Linked DNA regions of Mus musculus: region 2 is linked to region 1. A link is a contact called in public promoter capture Hi-C data. All regions are on one chromosome and are shown on one strand. Each heading gives the region's core, a stretch centred on a gene start, on an enhancer-like site or on the middle of the called end of the contact. The rest is flanking DNA. Distances are from core to core; before and after follow the strand shown. Region 1 holds the start of Sacs (sacsin). Region 2 holds the start of Defb47 (defensin beta 47).

The links. Promoter capture Hi-C pulls out the DNA fragments that hold promoters and counts their contacts.
Region 2: a contact with region 1 is called in a promoter capture Hi-C map of hematopoietic stem and progenitor cells, with 4 times the contacts expected there. The contact joins the promoter of Defb47 here to the promoter of Sacs in region 1. A contact is called at or near these places in 4 of 39 promoter capture datasets (hematopoietic stem and progenitor cells, hippocampal neurons, liver and 1 more).

The regions. Positions count from the first base shown.
Region 1 is chr14:61,135,524-61,143,456 of GRCm38.p6, forward strand. Sacs (sacsin) reads left to right here and starts at 2,934. Exons shown (of 10, transcript NM_015788.2): 1 at 2,934-3,248.
Region 2 is chr14:62,995,417-63,003,349 of GRCm38.p6, forward strand. Defb47 (defensin beta 47) reads left to right here and starts at 2,661. Exons shown (of 2, transcript NM_001039125.2): 1 at 2,661-2,743; 2 at 5,469-5,744. The coding sequence starts at 2,686. The coding sequence ends at 5,650.

The DNA.
Region 1 (7,933 bases), core at 1,684-4,183:
TCTGAGCTTCTGGGCTAATATCCACTTATCAGTGAGTGCATATCATGTGTGTTCTTTTGTGATTGGGCTACGTCACTCAGGATGATATTCTCCAGATCCATCCATTTGTCTAAGAATTCATGAATTCATTGTTTTTAATAATTGAGTAGTATTCCATTGTGTAAATGTACCACATTTTCTGTATCCATTCCTCTGTTGAGGGGCATCTGGGATCTTTCCAGCTTCTGGCTATTATAAATAAGGCTGCTATGAACATAGTGAAGCATGTGCCCTTATTACAAGTTGGAGCATCTTCTGGGTATATGCCCAGGAATGGTATTGCTGGATCTTCCAGTAGAACTATGTCCAATTTTCTGAGGAACTGCTAGACTGATTTCCAGAGTGGTTGTACCAGCTATCTCCTGAGAGGCTCTGCCAGTGCCTGACTAATACAGAAGTGGATGCTCACAGTCATTCACTAGATGGAGCACAGGGTCCTCAGTGAAGGAGCTAGAGAAAGGACCCAAGGAGCTGAAGGGTTTTGCAGCTCCCTAGGAGAAACAACAATATGAACTAACCAATAAGCCCAGAGCTCCCTTGGACTAAACCACCAATCAAAGAAAACACATGGAAGGACTCGTGGCTCTAGCTGCATATGTAGCAGAGGATGGCCTACTGGGTCATCAATGGGAGGAGAGGCCCTTGGTCCTGTGAAGGTTCTATGCCCCAGTAGAGGGGAATGCCTGGGTCAGGAAGCGGGAGTGGGTGGGTTGAGGAGCAGGGGGAGGGGGGAGAGGATAGGGGATTTTTGGAGGGGAAACTAGGAAAGGGGATAACATTTAAAATATAAATAAAGAAAATATCTAATAAAAAAGAGAAAGAAAACAAAAAACAAAAAAAATCAAGATGTAACCTAAATATAATTAGTATTGTGTCATATTTCGAATGATCCTGAACCTTAACTTCAAATGTATAAAGGAGAAATCAGAGTTTTAAAACATTAAATTGAAAAGAGTCACACTGCATAATCTGTGGCAGAATTTCTTTAAATTAAGCAGTTTGATTTTTAAAAAATAGATTTTCTTTTACATTTACGTGCTAATTGGTTGATTGGCTGATTGTGTGTACGTGTGTGTGTGTGTGTGTGTGTGTGTGTGTGTGTGTGTGTGTGCATTACAGTGCATATGCAAAGGTCAGAGGACAACTTTGAGGAATTGGTTTTAACTTCTTCTTCCATTCTGTGTGTCCTGGGAATTGAACTCAGACGGCCAGGCTTGGCTGCAAGCACCTTTACTTGCTGAGCCATCTCGCCTAATTTTTAAATTTTTTTTTAAAGATTACCTTCTGTGTCTCTTACAAATTACCTTTCAAGGCAACACTTTAGCTCTTGTCCCATCATTCCTTTCTCTTTCCAACCTTCGGTACCCCTCCCAGCCTCCTGGATTTCACTGTTCTCTGAGCTTAGAGTTGCCTCTAGCGGGGCAGCCCTCTTGTACAAAGGACCTAGTTCTCTTCCTGGCTGCAGTTTAGCATAGCAACCTCAGCATTTATATATTTATTTATTTATTTATTTATTTATTTACACCCCACCAACACTGTGTGTGTATATGTATGTATGTATATATATATATATATATATATATATATATATATATATATATATATATTTACAGGAGTGTACTCCAAAGCCAGTGGGAGACCTCTGTCTTATCTCCTTGAGACAGGGTCTCTTACTGATCTGGGAGACTTCAGGAGACAGAAAACTCTACCTGTCTTAACATTATTGAGCTATGGCACACGGCCCCACAACACTTGTTGTAGGTACTAGGCATTTGAACTAAGGTACTCATGTTTGTGCAAAAAGTGGCCTTGCCCACTGTGCCATTCCAAACACAGCTCTCTAATGCCCTTTTAAGATCAGGACCTTGAGCATCTTTGGGTTTTGGCAGCTTCAAGAAAGCAATTCCCATGGATTCCGAGGGATGACTAATAGGAGTCTGTGGTGTGGAAGAAATGCTATTAGATTTGGTATCTTCAGTGGTCCCCTGGGAAGGGCGAGACTACAGCAAAGCAGACAAAGTGGATTGCCCTTTCTGAAGTCGGTGCCTCTCCCCAGGGACATCATTGGAGCCTGTATGGCTGAGCTGAATTAGGTAATTTCCCCAAGGGTGCAGCAAACAGGAGCCTCCAATCTTCTGAAGCTCTAGCTGGTGTACACTCCCCATTCATAGGATGCTGGAGGATGTTGGTCCTGATGCTGTAACTAGAGCACAGCCCACGCAAGGGCAGAGGACCGGGGCTGCACACAAAGCTTGGTGCCGTAGAGATGCCGTGCCCTGGTTTATTGCCTCAGTGTCCCCATTACTAAACTGACAGAAACACTGAATTAACACTGGCATCAGATTGCAACTGTAGAACATTTTACAACACACAGCACATTTTGAGTGAATTTTTGATTTTTTGATACTTATTTGGAATCTCATGTCCACAATGACAATGAACAAAGGCACTGTGTATGCTGTTTTATCTGGGCATGTGCTGCTGTTACTATCATATGGCTATCACCTGTCTGTCATCCATCCATCCATTCATCCATTTTGAGACCAGCTATCCTTGAACTCACTATGTAAAGGCGGCTGATCTTGAGCGCTTAATCCTCCTGTCTTCAGACCGGGCAGAGTCTATTCAGAACTCTTTATGGGGCTGAGGAGGCCCATACCAAGCCCCTAGCACCAACCTTCTATGGGGAATGACTTTGTTTTAAGCCGTATGCCTTCCATAAAATTAATCTCTGGAAAACAACAAAAATAATAATAAAGCTCCCATCGTGACTTTTTACCTCAGTGATCCACAACACTGGGTGTGTGGCATTATGGCATTCTTTGAAGCTGATATGCTATCTCTTTAATTTAAAAAAAGAGAGCAGTGAGCTAGGTAGGGGGAGCTGTGACTGCCGCACTCTCCCGGCCCTGCGCTGAATGCAGTGGCAGTAACGCTGGCTGGGACTTGTTTGTTGTTGGTACAAAAGGCACACAAAGGCCGGACAACCAGGTTGATGATGGCCACCGTGAGACTCTGAGGGTCCCTCGGACTGCGGACTGCGTCTAGTCTAGGAACAGCTACATCGGGCGTTGCGACCCGCTGGAGCCGGGTGGTGCGGTCGCTGCTACAGCTGCTGCTGCTCCAGCTGGGCCGTGGACCACTGTCCTCTGCATCTTCGCCCCCAAGGAAGACAGAGCAGCTCTGGCGTGTAGTGCCACAGCGCACGGGTGAGGAGTTGCTACCTTGGCATCCTTGGGTAGGGTGGGTCCCGCTCTACCTCCTCATCTTAGTTCCAGAGGGGCTCTGACTGCAGGCTTTGTCTTTTTAATTTCCACTCCAAGTTGCAGAGAGTGGTCATAATGGGTTCGCTGCTGTTATGCAGAGTGGGGTCCGGACTATTGGTATTTATACAGTGGCATTCTCAGAATAGTTTATTACTTAATCTGCAATCGCTCTAATTTTAACCTCATATTCTCAACCAGCCAGTTCTCAGTTACCTTATTTAATAATACTCGAAAGCCTTATGACAAAAAAAAATTCTCCTTATTTCATTTCATTCCAGGAAATAATTAAATTCTTAGAAAGAGTTCTGTGATTTTAGCAAAGTTCTCTCCTACTCTGCTGTCCTTTTTTGCTTGCCTGCGTTTTTCTTAAAACAAGGTCAGTGGGGAGTATTGCCTTTGAGGCTGATATGCTGATAATTTTAGCTTTAATCTTACTCCCTGTGTCTCTGAAAATGGTAAAAAGCCTCTTCCATTTGAACCAGCCAGGATGGGGGCTGGTTCCAGGTGTTTTCCAAGCATAAGCTGCCACAACCCCATATTGGTCTCTTTACTCCTGCACCAACCAGTACAGAAGTAATTCACGATCAGCCCCCATTTATTTGTCTTATGACGAGTTTTACAAGCACCCACTGGCAGCCAGGTAAGAACTAGGACAGTGTGAGGTTCTCATGTTCACATCCCCTGAGTGTTGCGGAAGACTAACCAGCTCTCTTTCCTTTGCCTTGACAGTTAGCCCCATTCTGTGTGGTCCCTTGTCTTCTTTATCCTTGGCTTTTGGCTTTTGGCTGCCCAAGCTGCTCCCTCCCGCACCCATGATCCTTAAGACTCTGTCTAAGTCCCTTTCAAAGGAAGCAAGCTAGCTTACACCATCTTCCTGCGTCCCTGCTGTTGTGCTCATCCTGTGAGAGCAGCAGTAAGAACCGTTGACCGCTGTTCCGATGTTTCCCGTTCTTCCTGTCAGAAGAAAAGCTCAGTCACAGCTTTTGAAGAACAAGGACAGCTGACAGGAGTCCTTTGCTTTGGGCCGGACTGGCCCTCAGCAGCCCTGTGCTCAAATGTCAGCTCAACTGGACCTTCCTGCCACAGCCCCTTAGAAGTCGCTAACAATTGGTGCCTCAGTTTCTCTTCTGTCCAAGACACTGATGGTCATTGCTCAGATGATGGTGGTATCATTGAGACATCAAATGTTTGTGAAGATAGCTAGCTTAGACTAAGCAGTGTGTTGCTAGTGAGTATTTGACTCATTTCCAACCCATTCCACCCCATCCATCCATCCATCCATCCATCCATCCATCCATCTATCCATCCATCCAACCACACATACATCTACTCACTCAATCTATGAAACACACCAAATAGCTTCATTTATTAGTGTTCCCTCAAAAACTGAATTTATAAATGTACTTTTGGCTGAGTGCCTCTTAAACAGCCTTTGCTTTGGGCTAAATGTTCTCATACCTTTGGCCTATGAATGCGGAGCTAGAACTTCCTTGCTGCCATAGGGCTGTTCTCTGAGGGGAAGGGAGGCTGATTCCTCTTGCATACCTTCCCCTAAACACATCATGGTAGCAGTAACAATGACTATACTGGCCATGTCCCCCAGGAGTCCAAGTCAGGACAGTTAAATGTACTTAAATGTGCCAAATTGGAAATCAGAACAAGTCCCGTTACTATTTTGATCTTGGACAGCCAGGCGGCCCACTCACTCTTTATAGACATTGCCAATCCTGTGACTATTTTTAATCTCTACTTTGTCTTTCTCCTTTCTCTTTGCTATTTTCCCTTAAACTCTTCACTTAACATGCACTGGACTTCAGTGTCTATGATGGAGATGTTGTACCCTTCCCAGAGGGAGAAGGAAAACAGAAAAACTGGACAAAGCACTGGATTGGGAACCAGAAAAATGTGACTTTAGCTCTGTTGGCTTTTATTTGTGCATAACAGAAAACCATTTATCCTCGGAGCTAAGATAAGAGGTTTGGGGAGAGACTCTTTGACTTTCCTTAGAGTCCTGAGTATAAGATCTTGACAGCTCTCTTTGGACTCTGCTCACTGCCTCAGAATAGTCAATCAAAAATTACTTTTCATTCGTGTGGTCAAGATTAGAAATGATTTAATAGCCCCACTCTGTAGGTTAGAAGATGCAAGATTAAGGGAGTGGAAGCTCAGTGTATTCTTATTTGAGAATGGAGAGGTCTACTCAATGTAGCTTTTCTTGCTGAAGATCGCCGAGTTCTCAGACCCCATGCCCCAAGTTCTGCTTCTTGCTGTCATGTTCTTCCCACTGCACTTTGGAGTTTGGGTGACTGGAAGCCTGAGAGCTCACACAGATCACCCATTTTGTGCAGAACCATCGTTAGTTCTTTTATAGCAATGTAGCATCCGGACTTCTGTTTTGCTTCTGATAGTATTGCATGTCTCTTACCTAGGCCTGAAGACAAAGGCTAGGCCTTTCACTTCTTCCAAAAAGATAAAAGCTTGAAGTCAGTCAGGCACCTAGTGAATGGCAGCTTAAATTTCATGCGTATCTTTATTTGATTAAACTGCTGAGCACTGGAAAGGAGCGCACGTGTGAATATTATCGGTCTCTGGGATTTGTGGACATTTCTACACAAGTGTTTCCCCTTGTTTAACATGATGATACATGTTAAACATATATGTATATATATATATATACATACATGTGTATATATGTATATATGTATGTATATATATATTTATAACTTTTATTTTCTAACTCTTACAAACCCACAGAAGCAACCATTTATTTTTTTTTTAGAAGCAACCATTTAACTGTTGGATTAAACAATAGTTAATCTGCTTTGCACATAAAGATATTAAATTGTTATATTTTGAAGCTCGGTGTGTAAATTTTATTCAGTCTATGTCGCCTTCCCATCAAACCCACCCCCACCCCACCCCCACACGCTTATTTTTATTTATCAGTGTTTTTGTTACAGGCTTGTGCTGGGTGACCGCTTTAGAAAAAGTCTAGTCCTGGAGAACATACTTGTTCAACAAGTCATTAAATTCCTCAGAGACCCATCTAAGAACAGCCCAAGACTCTGAATAGACTTATTCTGAGACAGACCCGGGTTAGAAAGGTGGAGTCTCATCATAGTGATTCTGACATTTAACCTCTCGGCACTTCCAGCTTCCTACTTTTGAAACGAGACTGAGAACAGATCAGCACACAAACCCCTGGCATGGTGACGTGGGTGACGCGGGGTAGGCTTCTCCAGCAAGGTCGCTTTTTAAAACAATGAGCCAATTCTTGTGTCTTCTAAAAGCTACATGATATGCATCAATCTTGCCAAATTTAGGAGATTTTAGCCATATTTATTTTAATGTTCTTTTTAGCAGCTTTACCAAGATATTATCCACATGCCATACAGTTTGCTTGTGTGTTATGTTTATAAATTTTTATCTGTGAACGTAGGCAGGACTTTTTTTTTTTTTTTTTTTTTTTTTTTTTTTTGCCAGTGTAAGACCCTGCCTACCACAGTCATCTCTACGTATCATAGAATCAACTTGAACTTGAGTCAAGGTATAAACCTAGATGTTTGTTCTTATGATCTGGGAATGAGAGTTTATGCACACTGGTGAAATTTGTACATCAAGTCGCTAAATTGTTCACACTGTTGAGTGCCTCCTGTATCTGAGATCGAGAGCCTGAAACAGCCAAAGAGGAGTCAGACAGCTTTGAGGAACTGATAGCAAAAGAAACGAGAAAGCCCTGGGTCTCACAAAGGGCTTCGGAACCCCAGGGGAAACCCTTAGTGTTTTCATGGCTGTTCTGTGGATATCTCAATGTGCTTGTGTGTACACTGAGTACACTGCACCTTTAGCTTCTCGTGGTGGTGGTGTAAATACATTTTATTTCTGCGTTTGATTGCCCAGGTATATGAGGCCAAATCTGGCTGTGGTGACCATGACCTGTCCTCCAGCATACGGCCCACAGTACTGACCCTGGTGACACAGGCAGGGCCTACTGTGCTAGATCTTGCTCTGTTGATTCACAGGGTGAGTTCATCTGACTTTTCCACTTTGCAAAGATTCTGTTTCAACCTGTTCATCTTTGCTGACTCATGCTTTGCTCTGAGAGGATAGGGTATAGTCTTTCTTGGTAGATCAGTGGAGGCTGAGGGCTAGAAGTCTGTCTGCCTTTGGCTTCTTCCTACTGCGTGGAAAACATCCAAAGGTAAGTTTTTACCATGCCCAGCAGTGTTTACTGCTTGAGAATTTGTTTGGCGGTATGGATTTTTGTTTAATCCACAGATAAATGTGTATCCGGCTCTCAGGCTGGGGGCAGGTGGAGTGCTATGCCTATTTGCTATAAATGTCTTAACTGACTGTTTCTGGGGACACGGAGGCTATTTTGATAGGTTAAGATGCAGAGAGCTGTGGCTGCCCAGAAGCACGGCAGCATTGCGAAGGGCCTCAGGAGAGGCTACCCCAGCATCCCACCCAAGTCCTCTCCATACAACCTTTGCTTCACTGGGTCTCAAGTGTTTCAAGTCTATTCAAGAGGCTCTGCAATGTAACAGAAACCCTATATAGGATAAAGCAATAAGGTGGCTCTAGTTATGTTTCTATGCCAAGCCCTGTCTCGTTTCCTTGGTAACGGA
Region 2 (7,933 bases), core at 1,411-3,910, 1.9 Mb after region 1:
ACACACACACACACACACACACACACACAATGATGGGATGACCTCCATCTCCTACTGAGCATGGACAGCAACCTAAGTGCTAGCTCAGAAACAGTAAACTCCTGAGAGAGAACGGAAGAGAATTTAACAAGCTGGATAGACAATGTGTTTGTTTGTTTGTTTGTTTGTTGTTTTGTTTTGATCACACTCCAGAAGCCAGGGCAAGGCAGTGAAAATATACAGATGGACTAACAGCAAACTATCAAGAATCCTTCTCGTGGGAGGAAGCAATCAGCAGAACAAAGGGACAAACTACTGACTGCGAGAAAATGTTTGCACACCATTTATCTGATGCGGAATTGATATTCAGAATATATTGGGAACTCAGTATACAATGAGAAAAATCTAATTTTTCTTAAAAAAATAAAATTATTTGAATAGACCTTTCTCAAAAGAAAGCATACAAATAGTCGAGAAGTATATGGAAAAAATTCTAAGTGCCCAGAAAATGCAAGTTATGTCCATATTAAGGCATCCTGTCACCACAGTTGGGGTGGCTATTATCAAAAAGTATATATATATAAACCCCACAAAAGCCAGTGACACTGTGGAGATGGGGAGGAACTCACACAAAGCCAGTGGGGATAGAGATCAGTGCAGCCAGGGAAGGGAGCAGAGTGAGGCTGCTCAGAGTTACCAACAGAACCACGGGATCCAGCAGTCGCACAACTAGAAGGAAATGCAATGGTATTTTCAAGATCCGTCTACACTCCATGTGTTCATTGGAACACGATTCACATTAGGAAAGAAACAGAGCACACCTACTTACCTATCTTTGGAGGGATGGAGAGAATGTGATATCCTGATCACGAATATAATACAATAGCATCCAGTCATTTAAAATGGATGAGATTCTCCCGCTGTCAGGAATGTGGGTAGGGCAGGAGGTTAGTTACAGTGTTCTGTGAAGCCAAGCACAGGAGACAAACACATCCTCCCACTCTGTGTGCTCCTCTCCTTGATGTACACACTCCCCTAACCTGGCAACTTATCCCAGTGAGCTCCCCTCTCATGCAGCCCTTGAAAGGTGTCTGGACATTGTTTTCATCTGTGACACCGTGGGTAGAATCAGGAAACATATGAAGTGAGATCAACCAGGCAGAGAAATGCAGATGCAGCGTGCCCTCACTCGTTAGGGAAGCTTAAAGAAGCTGACAATGAGAGGAGAGTGGACTAGCCATCAGCTGGAGCAGGGATGGGTGACGTGAGAACGTGGAGAAAGGTGCCAAGACACAGACAGTACCAGTGAGAGGAAGAAGCGCAGGAGAGAAAGGTCAGCAGGCACTACTTCTAATATATATTTCTTGATATTTGAGAATGTCATACACATATTAAAATACAATGTGTTTTAGTCATATTCACCACTATTCTTCCCTCTAACTACTCCCAGACCCTCCTCTCCTCTCTGCCCCTCCCCTTCCTACCTACTCCCAACTTTGTGTATCTTTTGTTGTTGTTGCAAGACAGGTCCATAGGCACAATAGTGTTAAAAACATTAGAGGGCTATCCATAGTTTTCTGCTCTGATTTAAAGCCCACTCCTAAGAAGAGAACACAAGCAGTGCTGTAAATCTGGCCAGAGACCCAGAGTTGGGGAGCTCATGGGTTCCAGTAGTAAACCTACTGCAATCATTCGATGAAACTACCGAAGTATCGATCATATCGTCCTCTAAATATGCATCTCTCTACCCATAGATTAGAGCAGCTTTCAGACCTAAACTCACAACTGGTCAAAGTGTGGAGAATAACTGACTATGAAATGTCAGTCACAATTAAGACATCTGTATCACACACACACACATTCACCACGCTCAGGAAGCATTGAAGAAAAGAAGGTAAGATTCTAAGAGACAGAAGTCAGGAGACAGCAGAGCAAAACAATCTCTTCTGGATATGACAGTAACTGTCCTGATGAACTCACAACATCTGTGATCAGCCTGCATAAGACCTGCACCAGATCAAGCCAGTTAATATTTCAGCACAAAGGGCTCGCAAGCTCCCCACATCTGAGAAGCTATGGACAACTTCTGGGAGAGGAAGAGTTGTTGTTGTTGTTGTTGTTTTTTTCCAAATACATGGCCCTGGTAGGTGGACCATGCTCTAGTGGACAATCTCACGCCACGAGCATACAAGGCAGCACAAAGGGAACTCAGTGGGTTATTAGAACAAGATGTGTAACGTCTAATCATACAGTTCAAAACACTAGCGGGGAAGTGCTTGGCCATGTTTGAGGGAGGAAGGTTGCCAATTATCCTAATTTGACCATTACATGCCGTGTACATGGAGCTGATTACAACACTGCTCTCAGCAAACAGGTGTAATTGTTATATGGCATGTAAAAAATTTAATCATGAACTGTGTTTTCCAAAAAAAAGAACTGGCTGACGGTGAACGGTAGTACCACTGGTGAAACTGAGAACACACAGGAAGGAGAAGGACACCATTAACCATCTGGTTCTCTATTATTAGGTTAATTTGTCACCAAATTTAGAAACCCTAAGGTTTGGAAATACTCCCACAAAAGCAGTTTTCCTTCTTTGCAGGTTAAGCTTCACTGGTCAGGAGGAACCACGGGCCCCCAGAAGTGAATAAAAACCCCCGAGCCTCACCAGCACCGACCACCTTCCACACTGCTGGCCACTCGACCATGCGATCCCGTTCCTTCCTGCCTGTCCTCTTCCTCTTTGTGATGATGATGCTGAGAGGTAAGGTGGGAAATGACTTCAGGAGCAGGACTTCTTAGGAGGTCTACTGGGGTGCACACGTGTGCTTTCTCCCCCAATAACTCAGATGTCAGGACATAGACTTGAGTGTCCCAAAGTCCAACACCTTCAGAACTGATGGCATCCCAATTGAGAAAGGAATCAAGGACCCCCATCAACATAAAATGGGGACAAAGAACCCCACCACGGAGAGGAGAAGCCCAATTAATAGAAATAGAGAGAAAAGCTACTTGATGTAAGGCTTAAGTTGGTATACTTTAAAAGAAATGGGCTACCGTCAGCATCTCACTCTCCAAAGAGAGTAAAGATTAGTTTATATCGCTGAGGGGATGGAGGTATACAGAGTTGATTGGTGAGAAGTGTATGTAAGTACTAGAAACAAATGAAAAACAGGGGAGCAGGGGGATTATGGGGAAAGTAAAGACAACGGGAAGCTTCAGTGAAGGCCGCGTCCCTGAGACCCACAGTTCATGCATCTGAATGTTAGAATCTAGAATCAAGGGCAAACCACACCAGCCCTCTCTGACTGTTCCATGCAGAACCTGGTGAGAACCTTATACAAATCTTTTCCCCACTACTTTTTAGAAGAAAGGGGGCTTGCTGGGTATACTTCAGGAGCAGAGGACTGGACAGTAGTGAAAGCCCGGCTCACCACCTGCAGGATGCCCACATCTCTCAAACTACTGTCTGTCCTCACTGAGAGAGCCCTTCTTGGTTCATCTCTGAGATTCTTTTGAGCACAGCCAAAGGCTCCCACTAGTGAACTTGAGTCTAGTTTATGAGCATCCTCATTATCTACCTGGCACATAGCTGTGCTCTCACAAAGGAGACGATCCAATCCTCCATTCACTTCTCAGCTGTAGTCAGAAAGTTTGGCTGCAGTGGACAGACTTGCAGGGACCTGTGATGTAAAATAGGAAGTTACGCTAGTGGCCGCTCTGGATAACAGAACTCATACTTACATGAAGACTATGGTTGTACTAAGATCACCCATGTGGTTGCAGCACTAAACCACATTTCCCTTCCTCTGGGTCCTTGTTATTTTCACCAGTCCACACAGACATAAAAATGCTAACTGGTTTCTACCAGACTTTCCCCTCTAGACCTCAGACTTTCCCCTCTAGACCTCTTAAGTAGTTTCTCTGAGGAAACTACGGAGGGTTTGTGTGTGTGTGTGTGTGTGTGTGTGTGTGTGTGTGTGTGTGTGTGTGTGTGTGTTTGGTTGTTGTTGTTGTTTTGGGGGGGTTGTTTTTTGGTTTTTGGTTTTTGGTTTTTGTTTTGTTTTTTGTTTTTGTTTTTGTTTTGCCATGTATGACAGCATTGAAGAACCAGGGATGCTACTAAGGATGTGAAATGAAATAGGTATGTTATTCCACTTATACAAGGATCTAAAATAAAAGAATAGGTAGTACAAATGGTGGTTATCAGGCCCGGGAGGTGAGGGTGGGAGAAGAAGGACTGGAGAGTTTGATATAAAAATCCAGTTAAACCATTTAATGAATACGTTTTATAGGTGAATTCTAAAACCTCATGTCTTTAGCTCTTAAAAAGGTGAAGAGGTTGGGCCTTATGGTAAGGCTTCTTATCATAATAAAAAGAGTAAGGAGAGGCTGTTTAGGACAAGGAGAGAGCTAGCCTCCTGCAGAGGTCACAGGGAACTCAGAGAGAGACCTGCATTGCAAGTCAGGATCCCTGGCCCCTCCAGAGCAAGCAAGCCTTCCTTTGCTCCTCTCAAACGGGTTACACTGTGAGGATGGAGTAAATCAAAGTCCCGCAGGTCCTCAGTGGAGGGGAGCATGTGACATGACCAGGTCTTTTGTGAGCCCAAGACAGGAAAAGATCAAAGAATCTTACTTTTATTTTTTATTGTTTAAGAATTTAATGCACACATATAATATCTTTTGATCAAACCCACCCCCTAATCCCTCTTTCCAATCTTCTATCCCCCCCACCTTTTTTTCCCTCTCCTAACATCATGAGCTTTGTTTTAAAACCACCGAGTCTACTTTTACTGAGGACCATTGCAGAAGCCTGTCATCACCTGTGGAAGTCATGAACCTTCTTGGTGCTAGAAAGGCACTGACATGTGGCCTTAGCTATGCTCTCCTTAACAGCCAAAAGAACTAAGAAAACATGTGGACATACTTGAGGAAAACTTGCAGCTCTGAGAAGTCTCTCCAAGCATGTAGACACAAAAGACGTGGAGTAACTCAATAAGCATGTTTCTTACACAGTTCTGAAGGGGGGGGGGGTGGAAGCAGAAGAAAGGACTGATTTTCTATAAAGTTGGAGATGAGAGCATCTGCATCTGATGAGGATGCTGTGAGCACGGGATGAGTCCTGCTGTTCAAACTGCTCCTGGGTAGATGTATTGATGCTTGTCCGCTGAAGTTCCAAAGACGCCTTCTCCATCATGGTAACAGTAATACTCCATGCATTCAAAGTGTGCTGCTAGGAGGAGGACCACATCTCTGAAACCTCACAAGTTAGCACGCTCACTCCAAGGTGTATCTAATCCCAAACGCTTAACGCACCCCCCCCATTGCCAAAAAAGAGGGTACACTATTTCTGTGTAAGCATTTGGGCTCTCTGTGTAGTCAGTATTATGTCTCCCATTCCAGAGCCATTTTCTAGGATTGTGGCTTTGGGCACATTTACAGTACTTTGAAAGTGAATTAACAGTGTTGTCTAATTCCTTTCTGTGCAGGAAAGGCTGGCCTTGTCCCAGGGGAAAAGCAGTGCATTTCGTTGAAAGGAATATGCAAAGACCTAGCGTGCACATCCTCAGACGATACTATTGGCGTATGTAACGACGTGAAGAAGTGTTGTAGGAAGTGGTGGGTGTTTGAACCCTACCCAACACCCGTTCCCAAAGGAAAGTCTCCTTAGAGGGAAGAACATGATAAGCCCTTCAAACTCCAGAAAACATGGACGAGCTCTGCAGAGTTCTGCTTACTACACTCACCTTCTCCCTTGCCTGCAAATAAATATCCTGCGTCCGTACTTCCTGGTCACTGCAAGCCTTTTAAAAATCTACCAGAAATTAGTAATGGGTAGAAGTTTATCAATCATGTGACCTGACTGACAGTGCTCCTGAGAGTTAGACTAGGGTCCTTACTCCCTCTCCCAAACACAACTTCAAATGGCATGATCTAAATTCTTAAAATCTAAAACAATTACATTTATCTTTAACATCTATCTCAAAAGATAAAAAAAAATCTTAAAGAATAATTCTGGAAGAAAATAACTTTAAAATTTCCCTACATCTCTTAACATAAAGGAGTAGTTGATCTGTGTAATTTTAAAACATGACAGAACATCTTTTAGGCTAGAATATATAATAACACACATGGTTTTGCATGGTAATAATGTTTGCACAGGTATAACAATTATGGACAAATCAGATACATCATAAATATGCCAAAATGAGATGTATAAATGCGTACCACTGTGATTAGAGAGTGTGTGCTCCTCCCTTTATAACTATGACAGTTTAAAAAATCAAGACAGACACATGCAATTTATTAATAAAAATAGCTAAAAGATACGATGAATCCTTACCATCAAGAGCCAACCAGGGCATGAAGGCGCATGCCTTTAATCCCAGCATTTGGGAGGCAGAGGCAGGCGGATTTCTGAGTTCGAGGCCAGCCTGGTCTACAAAGTGAGTTCCAGGACAGCCAGGGCTACAGAGAAACCCTGTATCGAAAAACAAAAACAAAAATAAAACAAAACAAAAGGCAACCCCTTTTTATCTTCCACAAGGGAAGATATTTAAAAAAAAAAAGGCATGTCTTTATTCACTGACAGTCTCAAATTTCTGTGCATATGCACAATACTGAAATGTAAGATCACCCTTTTATACTCTGTACACTGCTTTAGGTACATGACAATCTGGGCTGGTTGGTTTTTTTCAACTTGACACAATTCTAGTCATATCTAGAAAGATGAATTTTTTTAAAGATTTATTTATTTCATGTATGTGAGTACACTGTAGCTATCTTCAGACACACCAGAAGAGGGCATCAGATCCCATTACAGATCGTTGTGAGCCACTATGTGATTGATGGGAATTGAACTCGGGACCTGTGGAAGAGCAGTCAGTGCTCTTAACCGCTGAGCCACCTCTCCAGCCCAGGAAGAGAAATCTTGACTGAGAAAATAACCTCTGTAAAGCTGGCCTGTAGGCAAGCCTGTGGGGCACTTTCTTGATTAATGACTGAGGTGGGAGGGTCTAGATCACTATGGGTGGAGCCACCCCTGAAAGCATGCCCTGGGTTATATAAGAAAGGAGGCTGAGTAAGCCAGTAAGTAGTGTTCCTCCATTGCTTCTGCTCCAGTTCCTGCATTGAGTTCCTACCCTAGCTTCTGAAGAGACTGAGGTAGCAGAATAAACTCCATTTTGTTCTTAAGACTCTATCCTGAGTTAGCTTGTCCTTAGAGACACATGGCCAATGGAAAAAAACAAAAACAAACAAACAAACAAACAAAAAACAGCAGGGCAGATTTCATCTTGACCTCCAAACTCTATTTTAAACTACTATGTAGAAAGCTACTGTCTGATGTCCTTGAAGTGAAATCACCCCCACCTTTGGGCTCTGGGAAAGAGTCCAACATTCTTTTACCCTCTCATGTAATGCCAAGGCTTAGAAACCCCCGATTGTGTGTGTGTGTGTGTGTGTGTGTGTGTGTGTGTGTGTGTGTTTCCCCTTTATAAACCCCTTTACCTAGAGCTAGGAGTCACTCTCTTTCCTGTTCCATCAGGAAGGTTTGTAGCCCAGGCTCGAGCTTGAATAAAGACTCTCATGTGCTTGCATCAGAGTTGTGGTCCCTGGTGGTCTCTTGGGGATCTTGTGAACTGGGCATAACACTTCTCTCAGACTACAAGCTTAAGCTGAAAGAAACCCTTTCCTCCACAGGTGTCTTTTGGGCAGGATGTTAACTAAGTTAACTAAGCAAAATCCATTCCTCTTGTTTCCTGATATGGACCCAAATTTGACAAAAATCATCCTATTGATCCAATAGCATCTTTTAGATGCATCTTCTTACCTTATGGGTCACATGATTGTTTCTAAGTAGGCATCTTTCTGGCTTCTTCGTGCACAGAGAGCTTTGCTTCACTGAAATCTCTTGTAATCACATCAGCTGGAGGGATGTCAATACAGGCCAAAG